Regions from separate parts of the Zea mays genome. Here all the other regions are linked to region 2. The links are chromatin contacts, called in public Hi-C maps. All regions are on one chromosome and are shown on one strand. The core of a region is the stretch at or near the end of the contact, and the rest is flanking DNA. Distances in the headings are between cores, read along the strand shown. Region 1 holds the start of LOC103630843 (expansin-A6). Region 2 holds the start of LOC103628975 (NAC domain-containing protein 43). Region 3 holds the start of LOC100283708 (CID11).

Region 1 (3,355 bases), core at 657-3,156, 150 kb after region 2:
TTGCACAGCTGCAGAAGCAGAACCGTGTTTGTTTCGCTGGTTTAGTTCGTCAGGTGATTTGTTGGGCTTTTCCGCCTCCCAGGGTTTAAAATCCGCTTCACTGGGCTTCCATTTACGATTTGGCCCATCTATCTGTTACTCTTAGGCCCATAATGCCTTTTCTCTTGTGCTTGGGCTATCCGATTCTTATGACAGTGGACTTTCGCATAATTAATTTATGAAACTTAAATTCAATTTATCGTTTGCATTGTATGAGATTATATATTAATTTTGTTCTATTACTTTTATTAAGGTTTGGCATTTACTTACATTTAGTAACTGCTAATAAAATTTTGACCAACTACTTAAAAGCAATGTTCAGCTTTAACCCCTGTTATTGATTAGCCTTACACATCACACGAACTCCCACCTTAGGTGAGTTCATGCCACTAGTTCCCCACAACTTGTTGAGCTATGATCATATGTGAGCTCACACTTGCTGTCTCACACCCCCACAGGAGAAGAACAGGTGGTTCAGGAGGAGCCACAAAGCGAGGAGTTTGATCTGATCTAGGTGGTGATTCCCAGTTGACTTGCGCGAAGGATGATCCTTAGTTCGTTTTAGATTTTATCTTTTATTTTGTAATAAGACTTCCGCTATGTAATAAATACGCTGATGTTATTGTGACATTTATCTCTATACACTCTGTTATTATATATGTTTTGTCTTCTTGACGCATGTATGAGATGCACCCGGCTTTGTTCGTTAAAGCCCGGGTGTGACATGTAGAAATTCAATTTTCATGATTCACTGAAATGGTGTTTTTATTGGGGATTGTTTTTACTATGCGTATGAGTTGCACAGCTGCAGAAGCAACCGTGTCCGTGTTTGTTTCGCTGGTTTTAGTTCGTCAGATGATTTGTTGGGTTTCCCGCCTTCCCAGGGTTTATCTGCCTCACTGGGCTTCCATTTATGAATTGGCCCATCTAGCTGTTACTCTTCGGCCCATAACATTTTATTCTCTTGTGCTTGGGCTATCCGATTCTTATGACAGTGGATGTAAAAGTGGCTTCGGCTTCGCTTCGAGGGCCATACTTTATCGTACTGGGCCTCTTGCTTCTGTTTATCGTTTCGGTTTCTTTTGTTTTTTTTAGCATGAGACAGTGGCGTCGGAACACGTCTGGTCTGGTGCTTGACTTCCATGTATCTTACCACTGCTAACCATAGGCACCACGTTAGTTCTCATCAGAATAATATATGTTATTACAAAAAAACAATACTCATAAAGTATGAGACACATTTTTTTTCTAAAATTACAAATATCTGCAACTACAAAATAGAATAACAACTGTGTTGTATATATCTGACCATGCACATACGGGACATTATTAAACTCGTCGGGTTGCGTTATCCGGATCCGTAAACTTTTAAAGTATGTCTCTTAAAGCCTTCAATCCCTGGTTTGTATAAAATAAACAAAGAAATAGCATAACGTCTATAACACTATGAAACTTTTTACATCCGTAAACTTTTTATGACCTGCATATGCGTATAGGCACCATTATTGAAGAATAATATACTGTTGCCCATAGAAATCTCCAGCAACAAATACTTTCCAAACTGAAATTTAATTATAGACAGCCATTAATGCCAAATCTTCCCCCGGCCGGTTTGGCAATTAGCGAATTCGAAAATCTTGCTACTTATTAATTGCAGTATATTTCGTCGTTAACACAGAGTCCAATTTTTTTTCCTAGTAAAAGGACGACCGCCATTGGCTGCAGCTCGCATGCTCTCTCCCTCTCTCTCTATCTCTCTCTAAAGATACATAGATAGCTGCTGCCTCGTCGCTCTGGTAATCCCAATCCCAACCATGCATATATAGCACACGCGCGGCTGCACGCTACACACCCACCAGTCCAGAACCTAATAAACTAGCTTGTTACGTCAGTGGCTCACATGGACACTAGTGCGTCGTCGTCGTCGTCGCCGCCGCCGTCTAGCTTTGCGGCGGCGGTGGCGGCGCTGCTGCTGCTGCTGCTTCTTCCGGCGCTGTCGTCGGGCGGCGACGACTGGCAGCAGTGGCAGGACGCGCACGCCACGTTCTACGGCGACGAAACCGGAGCAGAGACCATGCGTAAGGCTCCATCTGCTGCATTTATACAAATATGCAATCTCTCTTCCCATCTCTGTTGCTGGTCACGCCTCATCTCATCACGTCCAGCTGGCATATTGCATGCATGCATGCACGCATGCAGAGGGCGCGTGCGGCTACGGCGACCTGTTCCAGCAGGGGTACGGGCTGGAGACGACGGCGCTGAGCGTGGCGCTCTTCAACGAGGGCTGGTCCTGCGGCGGCTGCTACGAGGTGCGTTGCCAGGGCAGCGCGTACTGCGCTTCGGGATCGGCGGTGACGGTGACGGCGACCAACCTGTGCCCCGCCAACTACTCCAAGCCGAGCGGGAACTGGTGCAACCCGCCGCAGCGGCACTTCGACCTGTCCAAGCCCATGTTCCTGCGCCTGGTCACCGACTTCCGCGTGGGCATCGTGCCCGTGCGGTACCGCCGCGTGGCGTGCGGCGGCCGGCGCGGCGGCGTGCGGTTCGAGATGCGGGGCAACCGGTGGTGGGTGGCCGTGCTGGTGTTCAACGTCGCGGGGGCCGGGGAAGTCAGGGCCGTCGCCGCCCGCCGGGACGACGACGACAGCGGCGGCGCGCGGCAGGGGCAGTACTACTGGGCCGACATGGCCCGCAGCTGGGGCCAGGTGTGGACGACCGGGGACGGCAGCTGGAGCGTCGGCCAGGGCCTGTCGTTCCGCGTCGTCGCCGGCGACGGCCGCGCCCTCGTAATCGATGGCGCCGTCCCTCCCGGCTGGGCCTTCGGCCAGAGCTTCGAGGGCAAGGGCCAGTTCTGATTCGTTTCTGGCAGAACCGGCCGGCCGGGAAGAATACACAGCATCCCAGGTTATGCATGGAGGTCGCACACGTACGCGCCGCGCGCTACAGCTACTGCCCCATAACTCCATGTCTCCATGCATGCCGTTGCTAACTGCTGAGTTCCTTCGACCATGCATGCCATTGCCATTGTTGTTGTTTCGGTACGTTCAGAGCTCACAGGCGCTGACAAATCGCGAAAGGATCTGTCCGACGATCGAGCGGCGTAAATGACGGCCCGATTATTCGCCAAATTGATACGCAAGCGTGTGACCGACCTGTGATCTCGATCGATGGATGATGAGCAGCAGAGATAGGCTTTCTTGCTCGGTGTAGTACGTATGTAGTTGCGTGCAATCATCAACCGTCCAATTATTCCGACTACTACTCCATGGCTACTCCATCGCTCCATCTTCTCCGTGCAATCATAAAAAAAGAACGA
Region 2 (3,635 bases), core at 583-3,082:
CCGCAGCCGATGCCTTGCCGGCGCCGCCGTGCCCATGCTCGCTGTTACTGCTGCCGTGCTTGTTGCCCCCGCCCCCACCTGACTCCTTGTGGTGGTGCTTCTTCTTGAACACCCTGCACACCACCCAGCCGTCCTCCTGCCCGCCGTCCGACGACGCGGCGGCAGCAGCAGCAGCCTGTCCACCGCGACATCGCCGCCGACGACAAGTCGACAAGAAGCAGATTAAAAAAAAACAGTGCAGCAGTGTTAATTATTGCTACCTTTTGGGGCACATGAGGCACATGGCAAAGTTTAATAATTATTACTACGTCCGTCCCTCCCTCCTTCCCCTAGCTAGCTAGTAGCTAGCGCCTACTGCTCTCTCTCTCCTCCTCATCAATCAATCAAAACAAGAGAGCGGAAAAAAATACGGCCGGAGCCTTGAGCCTGGAGCTGGATCAAATCAAGGCGGGTCGCCGTACTCGCATGATTGCACCACCACCGCCATATAATTGTTTCTTATCTTACGGCAGGCAATTATTAATGGTGGCGTACGTGAACTGGTGGTGCAGAGAAGAGATTAACGGCGATCAGGGTCGTTGCTTTGCTTACCGTGGCGGCTGCGTCGTCGTTGGCCACGGCATCACCGGATCCAGCAGCAGCAGCAGCAGCGGGGTCGTCGAGGCGGTACTCGTGCATGATCCAGTCGGACTTCTGGCCGTGCGGCGCGCGGCCCTTGTAGAAGACGAGCGTCTTGCGCATGCCGATGCGCTTGACGGCGTTGTAGATGGCCTTGTCGCGGCCGGTGGCCTTCCAGAACCCGGCGGCCGTGGCGCGGTTGGTGCGCGTCCCCGTCGGGTACTTCTTGTCCTTGTGGCTGAAGAAGTACCAGTCGTTCTGGGGACCCGACCCGATCTTGCATTTCTCTGCGCGCGATTTCCATGCATGGAATGGAGCTAGCGGCTTTAGTAGTAGTAGCAGTTGTTAGCCAGTAGTTAGCGCGCGATGAATTCGATCGCGTTTGATTGTTTGCTAGCTAGTTTTGTCGATCAACGAACATAAGCTATACATGCTGCTGTACGAACGAGAGTACTTGCTTGGTAGCTAGCTAAGGCAGTTGCATTCACAACAAGGTCTGTTCATGTTCATGTCCGTGCTCTCATGGTCGTGCACCAGCTCCGATCCGATCTGATCCACGACCACGAGCTGCTCTGCTACTGCGCGCGCGCGTGCTTGAACTTGAAGTTGAAGAAGGCAGTGGTACCGGATCGGACCGGACCGGCCGTGCGTACGTACGTACCTTGGATGTCCCATGGCTCGAGCTTGTTGAGGTCGACGTCGCGGATGACGTCGAGGTCGATCTCCTGGGAGGCCACCTTCTTGCGGAGGTAGTAGTTGAGCAGCTCCTCCTCCGTGGGGTGGAAGCGGAACCCCGGCGGCACGCACGACTGCCCGTTCACCGAGATGCTCATTGATGATCCTCCTTCTCCTTCCTTGGCTTCTGCAGCTTCCTTGCCTGCCTGCTCTCCTTGCCTTTTCTCTTGTTAATTTCCTTCCCCTGCGCGGTGTGCTGGTGATATGCACAGAGGCCAGCTGCGCGTACAAGAGCAGCTCTGGCTAGCAGGACGGTGGAGGACCAGAGGCCAGAGGATGTGAGGGGAGGAAGACGATGATGAGGAAAGAGAAGAGCTAGGAGGGAAGCTGGTGGTGGCAGGGGAGGAAAGGCGCTGCACTTATATATAGTGGGGGGTTGGGGGTACTTTTGCGAGGCAAGGCCGACGACGGCAGCTAGCACACACAGGCATGGATCCGAGTGAAATTAGGGGGTGAGGGGGGAGGGGATCGCGTTCGATTCGATCGCGTCCACCATGCACCCATCATCCATGAATCATATGGCCACCATTCCATTTCCATGCTGCTGCCTCTGCCTGCTTCACTCTCTCTCTCTCTCTGTTGCTACCTACCTAGATAGCTCTGCTTGTTGTACCTGTACGTATCTGCTGCTGCTGCTGGCTGCTAGCTCTTTCTCTCTCTCTCTACACAATACAATACTGGTACGACCACATCTTCTAGTAGATAAGAGTCGTCGGTCAGTGCACTGCAGGCTAGCTAGCCCTGCTGCAGAGCTCCTAGCTGCTAGTAGCAGTGGGGGTTAGTTTTGCCACCCACTCCTGAGAGAGACGCAGGAGAGAGAGAGAGAGAGAGAGAGAGAGACAGAGGAAAGGTGCTGCACTGCATCCTTGCTAGTACGTACTACGAGCAGTAGAAATTAAGAGAGAGAAAGGGAGAGGACAAAGCCAACGGTTTTCCATTTCTCTTGCTCCATGCGTTATATTGCTCTCGTACGGACGTACCCATATATATACACGTACCTACGTACATAGTATCATATACATATGTCTGTGTATATATAAGGAATTAGTAGAATTTATATATATACACACACACACAACTTAACTATAGATATTGACACGCCTAGCCTTGGAATCTTTTGAGGATGGTGGTCTAATATTCGTGTTCTTTATATATATATATATATATATATATATCCATCCCATCTCGTCTCTATTATTTTATTTGTGTCCTCTTCTCTGGCTGCTTCATATAATAATTATAATTACTACCCCTGGCTACTATCTGCCTGCATACATAAGAAGCAGCTAGCTAGCCTGGTACAGAGCTGATCAATGCATATGTGTGGCACTAGCTTCTTCTTCTTCTCCCATATGGATGGACCAGCTGTTGGTGTCACTCGCATCAAAGTACAAATGACATATATATACAGTGCACATGCATGCACACACAAAGTAATAATATAATAAAATCTTATTAGGAAAAAAAAGATAAGCCTCCCGAAGACGGGGGAGCCTCCGCTTCGCTCGTCAATTTAGCCGTCTTCTTCAGAATTTGGATCACAAAATCGACATCATCCGCCATTAGAACTCGTCAAATATATATAATTGGTTCCTATGTTGCTTTGCTAGCTTGCTACCGTGGCCGCTGGTGTCATTTTGTCGAAGTTCATATGGTGTATGACTGAATTCTAGGTGTTCGCCGTCGAATGCCTGTGAACAATCAGCTCGCAACATGGCAGGCATGCATGCATCTAACATGATCCAATACAGTAAGATGCCCACTGCACGTGCCACCGTGCCTGCACAATCCAAGCACTTGGCAGGTTTCCCATTTCGGCGAATACATCCAACAAGTAAGTATATCCAACCAGAGCGTTAGCTTAGCTCCGATCCAGCGCTCATCAACAGCGAGCTAGCTTTGTCGTATCCGTTCCATTCCATCCATACTTAGGCCCTGTTTCAATCTCGCGAGATAAACTTTAGCAGCTTTTTTTAGCTACTTTTAGCCATTTGTAATCTAAACAGGAGAGCTAATGGTGGTAATTGAAACTAAACTTTAGCACTTCAATTCATATAGCTAAAGTTTAGCATGAAGCTAAAGTTTATCCCGTGAGATTGAAACGGGGCCTTACTTGCTATATATACAGATACTCCCGGCGGCCTACTAGCTAGCTGCTAGCTACTTGCATGCAAGCACTTTGTACTAGCTATACTAGTAGCTAGCTAGGGTGATGCATGCGATGCGACCCAGACCCAGGAACCGTCATGTCACGGCTATCTAGGTAGCCATCCAGAAGGAGA
Region 3 (3,302 bases), core at 660-3,159, 150 kb before region 2:
TCCGGTGCACCAACTGACATGGCGCTGCAACGGTCATCTGCGCCAAAATAGGAAGGAGATCCGCACCGGACTGTCTACAGTGACTGTCCGGTGGTGCACCGGGCTGTCCGGTGCACCACCCGACAGAAGGCAACTTTGGCCTTCCTTGTTGGCCTCCAACGGCTCCTAGCTGCCTTAGGGCTATAAAAGGGACCCTTAGGCGCATGGAGGAGACACCCAAGCATTCACTAAGCATTCTAAGTCTCCCACACTCCATCTCTGCGCACTTGATCGATTATGTTAGTGATTTGAGCTCCGTTCTAGTTGTGAACTCTTTGTGCTTCATTTTGAGCTCAAGTCTTAGCTTGTGTGCGTGTGTGTGCTGCGGCTTTATGTGTGTTGCTCCCAACCTTACTCTTGTGCTTTCATTGAGATCTTTGTTGTAAGGGCGAGAGACTCCAACTTGTGGAGATTCCTCGCAAACGGGAAAAAGAGATAAAAAAGAAAAGCGGTGGTATTCAAGTTGATCATTGAATCACTTGAAAGGGGTTGAGTGCAACTCTCATCCATTGGAACGCCACAACGTGAAAGTAGGCAAGTACTACTTGGCCGAACCACGGGATAAAAATCACGTGTCTCTTGTGTGCTTTCTATTTGATTATCTGTGTTCACAAGAACTAACTTCAAGCTACTTAACCGTTCTAACTTTCATAATCAAGTTTTGTAGCTATTAGTTTTTGATTTTTACAGGATCACCTATTCACCCTCCTCTAGGTGCTCTCAATGCCACATTGACATTGCTAAGGAAGGATTCCATCGACAGCATAACTGCCCGCAGGCACATACTAGGAAGCAAAGTAGTAGTGCTACGTGTGGGACCCTGATAAGACGACGAGTTGACAAGGAGACAAGGTGGTGCTTGCAGTGGGCGGGTTAGGTCACTCACTAAACGACCACTCGATGATTGAAGGAGTGAGTAAGCCGCGAGTGAGCTAGTGCTAGTGGATGGAATCAAACGAGTCAAGTGGGAGTGAACTGAGCAGTGGAGTGTGGAGAAAAAGTTAGATCAAAACATGCTTTTCGTTAGATTTAGTTCCTGTTTATTTTAATTTAGGTATAAGAGGTTATAAAGCTGAGGTGTGGCCATAACCCATCGCTTGTGTCCGTCCTGAGCTCATACCAAAGTTTGGTTGACCTCTTTCAGAGACTATGTGAGACAACCATCATCTTCCAATACACAGAATGACAGTAAACATGGAATGTGACATAAGCTAAACTTGAGCGAGGAGAACCAAACACCTCCTTCGTGACTTCTGTATGCGATCTTGGATTTGAACCACCGATGGGACCTACCAAGCTATAAGCCTATAACCTTTGTTGGATTGACAATATATTCCATGATTGATCCTCAGAGGAAGGCCATTACGTTTACATTTAGCTGCCAGGCATATAGATGTACGAAGATAAAGCCGTTCTTTCTGCTATTTCAGCACTACTACTTGCTCTTCTGTATTCGTAGGCAGGGTTCAGCGCAGCAACCGAAAGCAGAAACCTGCCACTGCCTCGGCGATCCTTTGGGTCCGGGGAACACGACGCGGGAGAGCGTCATCTGGCTTTTGGGCCGCCGGGATGAAGGCGTGCGGGCCAGGCCAGGCCAACCAGCCAACAAACTGTGCCGATGGATAGAAAGGAATGGAGCCCGTCAGACTACTAGACTTGGCCGAAGCAGAACGCAACAACCTTCCTCGTCGTCTTTTTATTTCGTGCAAAGACCCTTGTGGTATCTCGTTTTCGCAACGGACGCCCCGCTGCGCTGCGTTTTCTGATACACCACACCGCACCACTTTTTTTTTTTTTCGGAAGGCGTTGTGCGACATGGAGGAGAGGGGCTTTTGGCTAAAGAGCCAGCAGGGCGCCGGGGGCGGCCGGCGAAGCAGCAGAAGGGAACAGGCGCACCACGGGACTGGGAGAGAGAGAGAGAGAGAGAGAGAGAAAGAAAAAAAAAGCAGCAGGCACCAGTGCATCGCCACCGTACCGGAGGGGGCAGCGCCCAAAAAAGGCAAACGGGAGGGTGGGCGAGCCTGCTCTTCCTGTCTGGGAGAGAGACCGAAGAAGAGGAGAGAGAGGCGCAGCGCAGCGCAGCGCAGGCGCGCATCTCCCCCCTCCCCTTGCCGGCTGGCCCCTGCTGCAGCTCTGCTCCGGTCGGCTCTGCCCCCCCGCTCTGCTGACTGCTCTGCCGCTGCTGCTGTCGCAGGCGCGCCACCAACCCGCCGATGCGCGCGTAGCGGCGTAGGTACCATCATCATCCATCCCCGCGACGACCCACCACCCACCCCTGCAGTCTGCAGCATCCCCTTCCCCACTCCCGGCTGGTCTGCTGCGGCCACCCCTGCGCCGATCCACCTCCGCTGCTTCCTGCCTCAATATATTCGCCCGCCTCGTCGCGTCCGACCCCGCCACAGAAGGCCTTCCAGAACCCTCCGACCCCTCACCTCCGCCCCGCTCCACTCTCCTCCTCCTCCCGGGCCGGCCGACTCCGATGGCCGTCGTCGAGGCCGCCGCCGCCGACCACGCCGCGCCGCCGCTCCAGGAGGAGGCACCGGGCGCGGGCGCGGGCGCTGGCGCCGACGCCGGGGAGCGCGAGATGCGGGATCTGGAGGACCTGCTCTCCAAGCTCAACCCCATGGCCGAGGAGTTCGTCCCGCCGTCCCTCGCCTCCCCCGCCGCCCTCACGCCCGCGCCGCTCTCCCCCGCCGCCTACGGCTTCTACCCGGCCGGCGCCGGCTTCGCGGTCGCCTCGCCGGGCCACGGCGGCGTCGTCGGCTTCCCGGCCGTCGCGGACGCCCACGCCGCACGAGGCAGGGTACGGACGCTCCTTCAGATTTTGGCCTGCCCCCCTCCCCCCTGCGGTCCTGCTCGCGTCGGTTCCGTTTCCGATGTCTCCCAGCTGATGATCCGCTCCGCTGCAGAAGAAGGGCGGAGCCGGAGGAGGGTTCAGCGGCCACGGTCACCCCGCCAGGAGGCGGACCAACAGCCGCACCAGCATGGCGCAGCGCGACGAGATCATCCGCCGCACCGTCTACGTCTCCGACATCGATCACCAGGTCCCCGATCCATTTCCTCCTCCCCCCCCGTGTCGTGTCGTGTCTAGTCTAGTCGAGCCAGTTGGGAATTTTCCCTCTCCCGCTAGCAGCCTACCTACCGATACCGATCGATTGACCGATCTCTGATGCCAATTTGTTATTTTCTTTCTCGTCGCACTAGCCGTGACGATTAATTCCGGGTTCTGTCCGTGCGTGCTCCTGGGCAACAGGATGAGATCA

Evidence for each region. Hi-C and Micro-C count contacts between places; a contact is called where the count stands out from the background.
Region 1: a Hi-C map of ear shows a contact between it and region 2, with 2.3 times the contacts expected there. The contact joins the promoter of LOC103630843 here to the promoter of LOC103628975 in region 2. A contact is called at or near these places in 9 of 25 Hi-C or Micro-C datasets (bundle sheath, ear, leaf and 4 more) and 1 of 3 datasets of contacts at active chromatin or transcription factors (leaf).
Region 3: a Hi-C map of leaf shows a contact between it and region 2, with 3 times the contacts expected there. The contact joins the promoter of LOC100283708 here to the promoter of LOC103628975 in region 2. A contact is called at or near these places in 4 of 25 Hi-C or Micro-C datasets (ear, leaf and tassel).

Annotation. Positions count from the first base shown.
Region 1 is chr6:9,430,288-9,433,642 of Zm-B73-REFERENCE-NAM-5.0, reverse strand. LOC103630843 (expansin-A6) reads left to right here and starts at 1,906. Exons shown (of 2, transcript XM_008651895.3): 1 at 1,906-2,117; 2 at 2,239-3,286. The coding sequence starts at 1,940. The coding sequence ends at 2,894.
Region 2 is chr6:9,584,371-9,588,005 of Zm-B73-REFERENCE-NAM-5.0, reverse strand. LOC103628975 (NAC domain-containing protein 43) reads right to left here and starts at 1,832. Exons shown (of 3, transcript XM_008650171.1): 1 at 1,280-1,832; 2 at 592-905; 3 at 1-175. The coding sequence starts at 1,451.
Region 3 is chr6:9,730,387-9,733,688 of Zm-B73-REFERENCE-NAM-5.0, reverse strand. LOC100283708 (CID11) reads left to right here and starts at 1,909. Exons shown (of 10, transcript NM_001156607.2): 1 at 1,909-2,842; 2 at 2,949-3,083. The coding sequence starts at 2,519.